Linked DNA regions of Danio rerio: all the other regions are linked to region 2. Evidence: chromatin contacts called from public HiChIP or PLAC-seq and Micro-C data. All regions are on one chromosome and are shown on one strand. Each heading gives the region's core, a stretch centred on a gene start, on an enhancer-like site or on the middle of the called end of the contact. The rest is flanking DNA. Distances are from core to core; before and after follow the strand shown. Region 1 overlaps hhat (hedgehog acyltransferase). Region 2 holds the start of kcnh1a (potassium voltage-gated channel, subfamily H (eag-related), member 1a). Region 3 holds the start of acss1 (acyl-CoA synthetase short chain family member 1).

Region 1 (3,482 bases), core at 357-2,856, 150 kb before region 2:
AAGTCTGCATCATCACATGGTGCATATGAATAGGACGTGTGTTTGGATATATTTCTGTTTTTTGAACACACTTTGTTATTATTGATCATTTATTAATTTGCTGGAAATTAGAACTGAATTTAAAAAATAGTTTTAAAACAAATAAAATTGGGTATATGCACACAGACTTTTAATTTCAATCAGCCAGCCCCAGGGCTTTTGGTTATTTGTAATCCTGTACAAATTGCTGTGTTTAAGATCTGATTTCTTTAAAAAAAAAAAAGCGATCTTCATTTCCTTGCTGAGATACATATAAAGTGTAATATATAAAGATATAAAGTGGGTATCTGACCAAACAAGAAGCACTGCATTAAATGATATTTTTCCACACCATGTCTTTAAAATATGGAATTGATTTTTTCCCCAGTATTTCCAATGGAATCTCAGCTAGCCTGCGGCTAGTGATGTCGCCTGCGTTTAAGCGGTCTTTTGTCTTTTTTTACGCTTTAACAGCCAAATGAATGCTTCAGTTTATTTAACTGATTATATTTGATTTACATTACAACATCGATGTTGTAAAAGGAACGTTATGAAATAAAAAGTCACACAAAGCTTTCAGAAGTTCATCGCTGTGCATATAGCCCATTAAATATATAGGTTAATGAATGTCTTCAGTGGAGTGCTTACAAAACCATTTCCTCATCCACAAATGTAAAGAAGTAAAGTGAAAGTAAGGAGGCCGAATGAAGGAGGCTCATTCTTTATCCATGCGCTGCAGATGGTTTGTTTAACTGTTTTCTCACTAGTGAAAAGCTCAGTTTTTTTACTTACAAAGTTGTCATGTATATAGCAAATGGACGCAACACAACTGACTCTTAAAGGGAATGGGAGATGAGACTCTGATTGGTTTAATGCATATTATACTCAAAACACCCATAACTCATTAAGAGAATAAGCACAACCCTGTTAGACCATGCGGCGCAAATCATATTTTTCCGTCCTTAAAATAGCAATAGTGGATTTGGAACAACCCTTAATGCTTTGTTCTATGCGCTTAAGACTTTGAGTCTAGATTGTAAAACAGACTCTATAGTGTCTTTTGAATGACGCATTTTCTACAGTTGCTTTCTACAGCAAAAAATAAAATAAAAATGACAGAAAGATGGTAATATACAAATTTCAAATTCTTTCATTAGTAAAAATAACTGCAATGACCTCTCAGGCTTTATTCAAGAGCGTAATGTTTTTTATAATATATATTATTAATTAATGTACTATTTATAATAAATAATTCATAATGCATTGCTTCATAACAAAAGTGGTCAGTCAATTTCCGTGAACTAGCGGATCATTGGCACTCATTGTTCCACAGCGAGTGACTGTTTCTTCTGTTTCTTGTGTAATCGTGCATGTTCTGTGTGTATCAGCAGATCTGCTCTGTGGCCAGCTGCTGGAGCTCTGAGTGCCGCAAAGGTTAAGCTCTAGTGTGTGCGTCTGAGTGGTGTTGAAGGTGATGGAGTTTAGAGTGTGATAAATGAAAGCTGTAAGGAAACAGACGTATGCTGGAGACTTCAGCAGGACCTGCTGTAAGACCCCGTCTGGCTTCAATCCCACACGGAGCGACAGAGCTCAGCTCCTCTGAACCCGATAAAGCTTTTTATAACAGCTCAGCATAGCCTCAGCACACACACACACACACACACACACACACACACTCTCTCTCTGATATACAGTACTTCGAATCCCAACTCACATGCTCATCTGTGAGTTTAATGGCTCAGAACTGCCGGATACAACATGCCATGTTGAAAAAGTACCACATACTGCAGGACAGCAAAGTCTCTGATTACAGTGCAAAGTCCTACAGGGAGCGAATGAGACTGAGAACAACAGAGAGAGAGAGAGAGAGAGAGGTTGAGATGTTGCTCTAGGCTGCAGTTAAATCTGGAGATTGCTTTGTGTGTGTGCGTATTGCTGTGTGCGCACGTGTGTGATTTAGTACTGACACTATCATGGACTGGGTTTATGGCGGTCGAAAGGTTTATGGGTTGCTGTAAAACACTGTTCATTTAGTCTAGCATCAACACGCATGCTCTGTGCCGATTTGCTGACTCTTGTCTATAGCTATCTGTTCAATCCTAGCTCGTCTGTTTGTTATCTATCTAATCTGAATCTATTAACTTAATTGCTATTAAGTTATTTAAATAATAATAATAATAATAATTTGGCATTAATGATGCTTTCACACTTGTAGTTCAGTTATTTTGATTTTATTTGATCGTACTGAGACATGAAATAATACATTTGGTTTAAGTAATGTAAGTTAGTAAGTTAGATTTCATACTGATTCATCAAACCTAAACATGTGATAAATGTATTTCATGATATATATTTTGTGACAGAAGTCATTGAACATCCAAAATCATTCTGTGCGTTGGGCTGTAAGCACAAATGTGTGTGTGTTATGTTATAGCAATTGATAAAGCATGAAAAATTGTTTGAAAAAGTTGAAAACAGTGGCAGGAATAGCTCTGCCGCATACAAATTAATATCAGATACTAGCCGAGGATGCCTGTATGGAACTGTAATGGACAAAACTGTGACTTATGACATAAAATAGGTAGGCTTTGTCATTTTATCCTTTTTATAGTCTCACCCTATGACATCAGATCATGTTGTTGTTTTGTTTAGATGTGATTGATTCATGTTTCTTTTATGTTTTATTTGAAGTGTGCTAAATTTTGTTTAGGAGTAGAACGAAACCCATCTTTTCAGAGGTCTCAGTCTGCTTGTTTGGTGCTCACCATGGCCTTAGGGATCTATGTAGTATAGATTTATCGCGTCACCAAGGTGTTTGCTGCAGATCAGTGGTGTGCTTGCTTCCTGCCTGCTGCATTACCTGCTGAATTTTTAAAACATTGAGTCTAGCATTAAATGCTCTAGGGAAACAAAGTGGTTCATATGTGCGATGTGAATTTTCTGAATTCTTGTATATGTACCTCAGAGAAGTACACAACACAGTTGTAATAGCAACAAATAATAACTTGATTTCTAGTTGATCATTTGGAAAAGTGGCAGAATGTAGATTTTTCCAATGAATCATCTGTTGAACTGCATCTAAATCATCACAAATACTGCAGAAGATCTATTGGAACTCACATGGACCCAAGATTCTCACAGAAATCAGTCAAGTTTGATGAAGGAAAAATCATGGTTTGGAGTTATATTCAGTATAGGGGTGAGTGATAGATCTGCAGAGTGGATGGCAACATCAACAGCCTGAGGTATCAAGACATTTGTGCTGTCCATTACATTACAAACCACAAGAGAGGGCAAATTCTTCAGCAGGATAGCGCTCCTTCTCTCACCTCAGCCTCCACATCAGTTAAAGCAAGTTCCTGAAAGCAAAGAACGTCAAGGTGTTCCGGGATTGGCCAGCCCAGTGACCAGATCTGACCATTATTGAGCATGTCTGGGGTAAGATGAAGGAGGAGGCATTGTAG
Region 2 (3,101 bases), core at 504-3,003:
ATAACATGAATGCCGACATTTTTCACTTTAACTGCACATATGACAGAAACACAGACACACACTTCATCTTTCTACGGCTAATGCTTATGGAGGGTTAATGTGAGATGAGCAAAAGTCCTAACAAACAGAAAATGGGTGGGCAGCATCAGAATCAGAACTGAAGGATAACTCAGATCTAACAGATCAACTGATTTAAGAGCATGGTGGTGGATTTGCCACAAAGCACAGTTCTCCTCTACTGAGCAAAAACACGGGGAAGTGCACTTCACACTGAAACAAGCACGCACACGTGGACTCACACGCACCACTATGGAGGAAAAACGTTCCATGCCAACATTTGTTATTTTACAGCAAATGCTGTCAGCGCTGAATGAGGACCAGGAAACAACATCTGCATGGTTATTTTCACCGTATCTAAGCAGCTTTAAAATATCAACAGCACTGTTGAACCACGTTAACGCTAAACCACAAAAGAGTTTGATCAAACTTGTTGTTAAAATTCAGACTTATCAGTTTGTAAATTAACAGAAATTGGTATAGAACAAGACTAAATGTCGAAAGGGAACTAAGAGAGAGAGAGAAAAAGAGAAAGGGAGGAGGAAAAGAGAGAAAGAGAGGCAGAGGAATAATGGCGGGATGGAGGAGGTTTAAGCACAAGTGTTCTGCTCAGTGAGGTTTATACCTGTGTGTCTATGTGATAATGTCCAAACTGGAAGTTAAAGAAAACAGAAAAACAGTTAAATAATGCATACACCATATAAGAAGAGGAATTCATCCTCTTCTTCTTCCCCAAGACGATCAAACAACCCTTTGAGACCAAGTGGGTTATAAAGACATCAATGTTTATAAAAGTCCTAATGAGATGAGAAGTACACATTTTCGATATATCTGAAGACTGAACACAAGCAGTGCTTAAGTGGATAGAGCAGATGTGGTGTTCAGTGGACATCTTGTTTTAAAAAGCCATTTTGACTAATTAAACTGCATAAATAAGCAAAGCAGTCCAGAAGGATAAACATCAATAAGAGAGATCTTTGATTCTATTTTGGGGACCATATAGAGGATGCAAGAACGCAGTCTGGTCTCAGGAAGTGCTGGTGAAGATCCTTCGCCAGTTTTCAACCTTTCAGCACTCTTAAATATTAATTGCTATTAAATATTCATTTAACCTAAAGTTGTTCTCTATCCTACAAAGCATGCTGATGGACGGATGTATGAGAACAACTCAAATGGGAAAGAACAGCACAAGCTGTCACGCAGAGAACAGTCACGAACTGAATTAAATCTCAACGCTATGCAAACCATTACACTTTTTAAATATTTGTATAATCATTCAAATGGTCAAAAACTGATATAAAAATTAATTATCAAATACGATTTTTTTCATATATAAAATCAAAAAAATTACTGAGTATACAACTATTTATTTAAGACTAGAAATCGTCGTTCCAGTAAAACGTGTTCACTACAGAATCAATGCACCTGCATCATGTTTTCCTCCCTCGTGAACATACACCTTTCACTTCTGGCGTGTAATTGTGGAACTATACAGTTAAAAGTACTTTGTTTTAATGTAAAAGACTATAATCTATTTATTGAAAAGTTTGTGCCTTCTTTCTTTTATCTGCGACACTACTCTTTCAGTGTGTGCGCTGGTTTGGATGTGGAGGTGCGTCTTACCGTTAGACCGTCGGACAATATTTTCCAGAAAAGTGTTCTGAGGAGCCACTAGTCCTCTGCGTCCCCCGGCCATCACGGCGGGTCATGCGCTCCACTGAGAGCCCAGACCGGTCAGCGCGTCTCCGGTGAGTCTGTCGTCCACATGCCGCTGCCGCATCCAGTGATGTGTGGACCCGGGGCTCCTCGCGCTTTCCTCTCTCCTCCACCCCACTGATCCTCCGCTATAGCAGGCATAGTCTGGCGAAACAGCGCCATCTATTGACGAGTGAAGTAGCGTGTGTTCCGATGTAAATCAATAGATGGCGATGCACGCTTTTGCAACCGTTCTAAAATCTACTGTTTTTAATCTGCTTTTAATCTCTTATCGCCATCTGCTGGTATATTTCAAACACATTTTAATGATCTGAATGATATGGACATGATATAGCCCCCCAAAAAATAAAAATAAAAACAGTCGCTTAATTACCAATGAATGCTGCTAGGTTTGTGTAATGGTTCGGAATATATTCAAAACCCTCAATTACAAATTCAGCAATACATTTTCCTTTATAACTGCCGAATAATAATATGCAAACTATGAAATTTCTTTAAATTTCATCATCCAATCAGGTTTAGATTACAGTAGGCTAAAACACACATGCAGAGTTAACCTGAGTTAAATTGCAATGCAGATGTTATTATCACCCAGACACCTACAGCTATCTTGGCTTCCTTCATAACATTAACTTTGTGGTCGTTAACATAAAAAAGGTAAATATAATGTTAAACAAAAAAGGGCCCCAGACCTGTATCGGTTATATAAGCTGCATCATTAAAATGTCAGCAAGGTAGTCTTTAGAGATAGGGCATTCTGTCACCTATTAAAACTGCAATTCAATTAAAATCTGGCTAAAATGAATCAAACTTGTTATAGATTTGATTGTGGTTTATGATATGAAGTCTGGCGCCTTCTTACCAGATGAAAGTACATAAGACAAATGACCAAATAATGACCAAATCTCCATGCATGGTGACAATAGAACACAATAATTATTTTAAAAAAAAATTAAAAGAGATGTTTATTGCAAAGTATGACAGCAGAAGTGTAGTTTATTGGTGGTTACATTGTGAAGAGCTCAAAGTTGAGTGGACTCTGAGCAAAATAACTTTGCCTTATCAGTTAAAATATCATTTTGGGGGTAATACAAAGTTAGATCATAATATTCTATAAAAATGTAAACATCATAAACTGTGTTTGCATTTAAAAATACTGGTTGTGCCTGATTAATTTTTATTTAAATACATTTCATGGTTAAATAATACTTTTGATCTAGTTCACTTTCTGAGACAAAAACTTTTGCTTACAAAAACATGCTTTTAAAGTTCCATGTGGTTTTAAGTTTAAAGCTTTTTAACCCTTTTGGGGCAATTTATTCTGTAAT
Region 3 (3,293 bases), core at 69-2,568, 170 kb before region 2:
TACTCAACCATGTCTATTGAACAAAAATCAATAGCAAAAGATTCAATGCAATTTGTCAATTGTTATAATTAAATAATATGAATTAATATGAATCCCAATCAGGCTAATAAACAATAATTTTGATTCACCTAACAAACAACATTTGTTTCCCATGTTGAAGCTGAAATAGAGCATATGAAAAAGAAATGTTCCACTTGTCAACTAACCTATAGTAAGTTTAAATAATCTAATTTAATTAATATATAAAATATATCTGAGCTAAATAGAAAAATACAAATTAATAAACAACAAAAGATCAAAATTACTCAAATTAAAATAATTGCTGAATTACAAACACATTACGTAATACTTTACGATGATGATTACTCATCACTAATGTAATAGTGAACAGAACAGCAAAGCAACCAGTGTCTATGCATTGGTGTCAAAATGCTATAGACAACTGTGAAAAACATTACTATAAATATTGGCATTTACAAAGAATTAGCAGCAACATTTAGTTAACAAATTCTAGTAAGCTTTAAAAAGGTTTAACTAGGGGTGGGGGAGGTGAGGTTGCTGGGTTAGGATAAGGGCCACATGTGCATTTCCCATGAGCTTCAATGAATGTACCTGTATGTGATCCTTTCCTCTGTGCCAGGTTCATCTTTCTCCCAAATCAAGGCCACTCTGCTTGGATCATTTGCCACGTGTACATCCAAACAATTCACTGTCAATAAATGTAAGAGGATAGTACCATTGTACTCACTGTAGATATTATGTTATTGAAAGTGTAAACAATGCCTTCAACTGGAATATACACTAAATGTAAACAGAATTGTAGTTTGTTTGTTTAGTTTTCGATACAGAGTAAAGTGGAGGTGATCAAAACAAGCCTAAAACAGAACGAGCGTCACTCACCAGAGACATTCAGTTGTCCTCCAAGAAACCAGTTGATTTTCCCGCTGGAAATATCACAGTCCGACACTTGGTCGAAAGGTTTGGTCCATGCCAGCCTTTCCTTGGCAATGGACCCCCAGAAGTTTTCTGGATCTTTGACTGACAGTTCATATAAATCCGCGTAGTTTCTTCCAGAGAGATGCGAGCTGAGGTCCAGCTGAGCCGCGCTGATGCTGCTTCTGGACAGAGACCTCGCGTGACACCGGGAGATGAAAACAACACTTCTGCGCAAGCATTTCTTGTTTTTAAAGAGAATAGTTCCCCTGGTTAATGAATTCAGCAAACTGGCGCTCACACGTCCAGCCATTTTACCGTGTAGACTGTGGTGGAGTAAAGTTTTGCTCTAGTTTCTGCAGCCCGTGACTTTTCCTCTGAAGGAGGAGGAAACTTGTTGACAAAGAGCTCGTGTGAAGAAAACCTCACTTCAAAACGCCCCCTGAATCAGCTCTATTATGAACCAAACCAGGTCATGAATCACAAGTGCTCTGGCTGTCACAATCGATTCGAACTCTGCAATATCCTATAATGATTTTGGGAGTTTTGGATGTTGCGTAATCTTGGATTGTACTGTCGTCGTGAATCCACAGAACACTCAGAAACATGAAACTTCAGTGGGTTCAGTGTGAGGCGTGTAAACAGGTTTTGTTTTTTTACAGGTTCTGTGTGAATTCAAACGAGCCACATTTGCTGTATATTATCACATAAACCACGTTTTTGTTACATGCTAATGTTATATTTTTAATGACGTCAACATAAATCGGTTTCACTTTTCGGGTTCTACATGCAACACGTTGAGCCTCTGAAGATTGTGCTCAAATACACTAAACCTCTTGCTGCCTCCTAGTGGAGCATTTACAGAGGGGTAGATCAGACAGACAGACAGACAGACAGACACATAGATAGATAGATAGATAGATAGATAGATAGATAGATAGATAGATAGATAGATAGATAGATAGATAGATAGATAGATAGATAGATAGATAGATAGATAGATAGATAGATAGATAGATAGATAGATAGATAGATAGATAGATAGATAGATAGATAGATAGATAGATAGATAGATAGATAGATAGATGTTCTCTCTAAATGGCAGTGAGCCACAGTGCACCATGGACTTTAGTTCCACACGCATGCATCTTTTCTGTCAAAGTCTGTGTCCTTTTGACCCTCTCATCTGAATGTACGTAAATAGTTATACTAATGTGCGTAAGCATTTTGTAGTTGTTTTTTGTTTATATTTGCTCACAGCATATAACTTCTTCCAAACAAGGAACATGCTGGGCCATAGAGTACTAAAGCTCATTGGACTTCCATGGCTGTAAAGCTCTAAATCGTTTTTGCACTATTTGAAAAAATGACCTTGCCAAACCTAATTGTTTTAAAACATTTATGCACATTTATGAATTGGGAATAATTATATCGTAAATTTGATATTAAAAGAGAAAAAACAAAAACTCAAAATAACATCATTATATAGATCCATGGTATATCCATTTTTTGGAGAGCAGCAGGCCCTAAAAAGTACTTGGTATTAACTGATGGTTCATTTGTGGATTAATGTTGGTTTAATTTCATTAATTCATTCATTCATTCATTTTCCTTTAGGCTAGTCCATTATATATTTTTATAAAGTTTATTCATACATTTTCTATGTTTGACACATTGCATTAAATCAAAAGAACATTTCAAAGTATGCAAGTTGTCAGATCTTTAAATAATCAAAAATATACAAGACTCATTTATTTATTTATTTATTTGTTGTATAGTTTAAAAGAAATCCAATGAAGATTTAAACCATTTTTTAAATTTTATATTGTTTATTTTTATGTTAGTGACATTTTGCAACATTCAGCAGAAAAATAACTAGGATTTTTGATAATATGAAATATGTATTTAAAAACAAAAATGTGATTTACCCGGTAATATCTGCCAACACTTTATTGAATACATTATATTAAAAATAATTAGTGAACAGCTGAAATGCACAAATAAATAGCAAAAATTTTTATAATGTTAAGAATTTAATATTTTATGGAGGATTTGAGGCAAAATATGCACTTTTTGATTGACTTCAACAAACATACAAAATCCGATCTTACACAAAAAAGATAATAATAATAACAATGATTAAAACTTAACAGATCAAATTAAATAATTTTATAAACACATTTAAAACAGTAAAAAAAAACAAAATTAAACAGAGATACATAACACAAATACAGCAAGAGGAAATAAGGATTTATGTATCCGTGATATTTTCAAAATAATTATCATAATAATCCAAGAATCTATCACTTTTTTTGTTTTTAACCAGATAAAAAATTAATTAATTAATTACAATTTAAAAA

What was found. Hi-C and Micro-C count contacts between places; a contact is called where the count stands out from the background. HiChIP or PLAC-seq counts read pairs in DNA pulled down with a chosen protein or histone mark.
Region 1: a contact with region 2 is called in a Micro-C map of caudal fin, with 11 times the contacts expected there. The contact joins the enhancer-like site here to the promoter of kcnh1a in region 2. A contact is called at or near these places in 10 of 18 Hi-C or Micro-C datasets (caudal fin, embryo, fibroblasts and 3 more) and 1 of 4 datasets of contacts at active chromatin or transcription factors (caudal fin).
Region 3: a contact with region 2 is called in an H3K4me3 HiChIP or PLAC-seq map of gastrula embryo, with 3 times the contacts expected there. The contact joins the promoter of acss1 here to the promoter of kcnh1a in region 2. A contact is called at or near these places in 7 of 18 Hi-C or Micro-C datasets (embryo, fibroblasts, hematopoietic stem cells and 2 more) and 3 of 4 datasets of contacts at active chromatin or transcription factors (caudal fin, embryo and gastrula embryo).

The regions. Positions count from the first base shown.
Region 1 is chr17:27,220,130-27,223,611 of GRCz12tu, reverse strand. The region is part of intron 8 of hhat (hedgehog acyltransferase); the gene reads left to right. All of the region lies in intron 1 of LOC141378572 (a long non-coding RNA gene), which reads right to left. Among named protein-coding and RNA genes, the nearest start is that of hhat, 20 kb to the left of the region's middle. Within about 2 kb of position 1,606, at least 5 of the 62 cell types and tissues checked have an H3K27ac peak or open chromatin away from gene starts, as enhancers often do.
Region 2 is chr17:27,073,290-27,076,390 of GRCz12tu, reverse strand. kcnh1a (potassium voltage-gated channel, subfamily H (eag-related), member 1a) reads right to left here and starts at 1,753. Exons shown (of 11, transcript NM_001044931.1): 1 at 1,681-1,753. The coding sequence starts at 1,753. All of the region lies in intron 3 of plb1 (phospholipase B1), which reads left to right.
Region 3 is chr17:27,242,813-27,246,105 of GRCz12tu, reverse strand. It overlaps acss1 (acyl-CoA synthetase short chain family member 1), which reads right to left and starts at 1,318. Exons shown (of 14, transcript NM_001080656.3): 1 at 901-1,318; 2 at 613-709. The coding sequence starts at 1,246.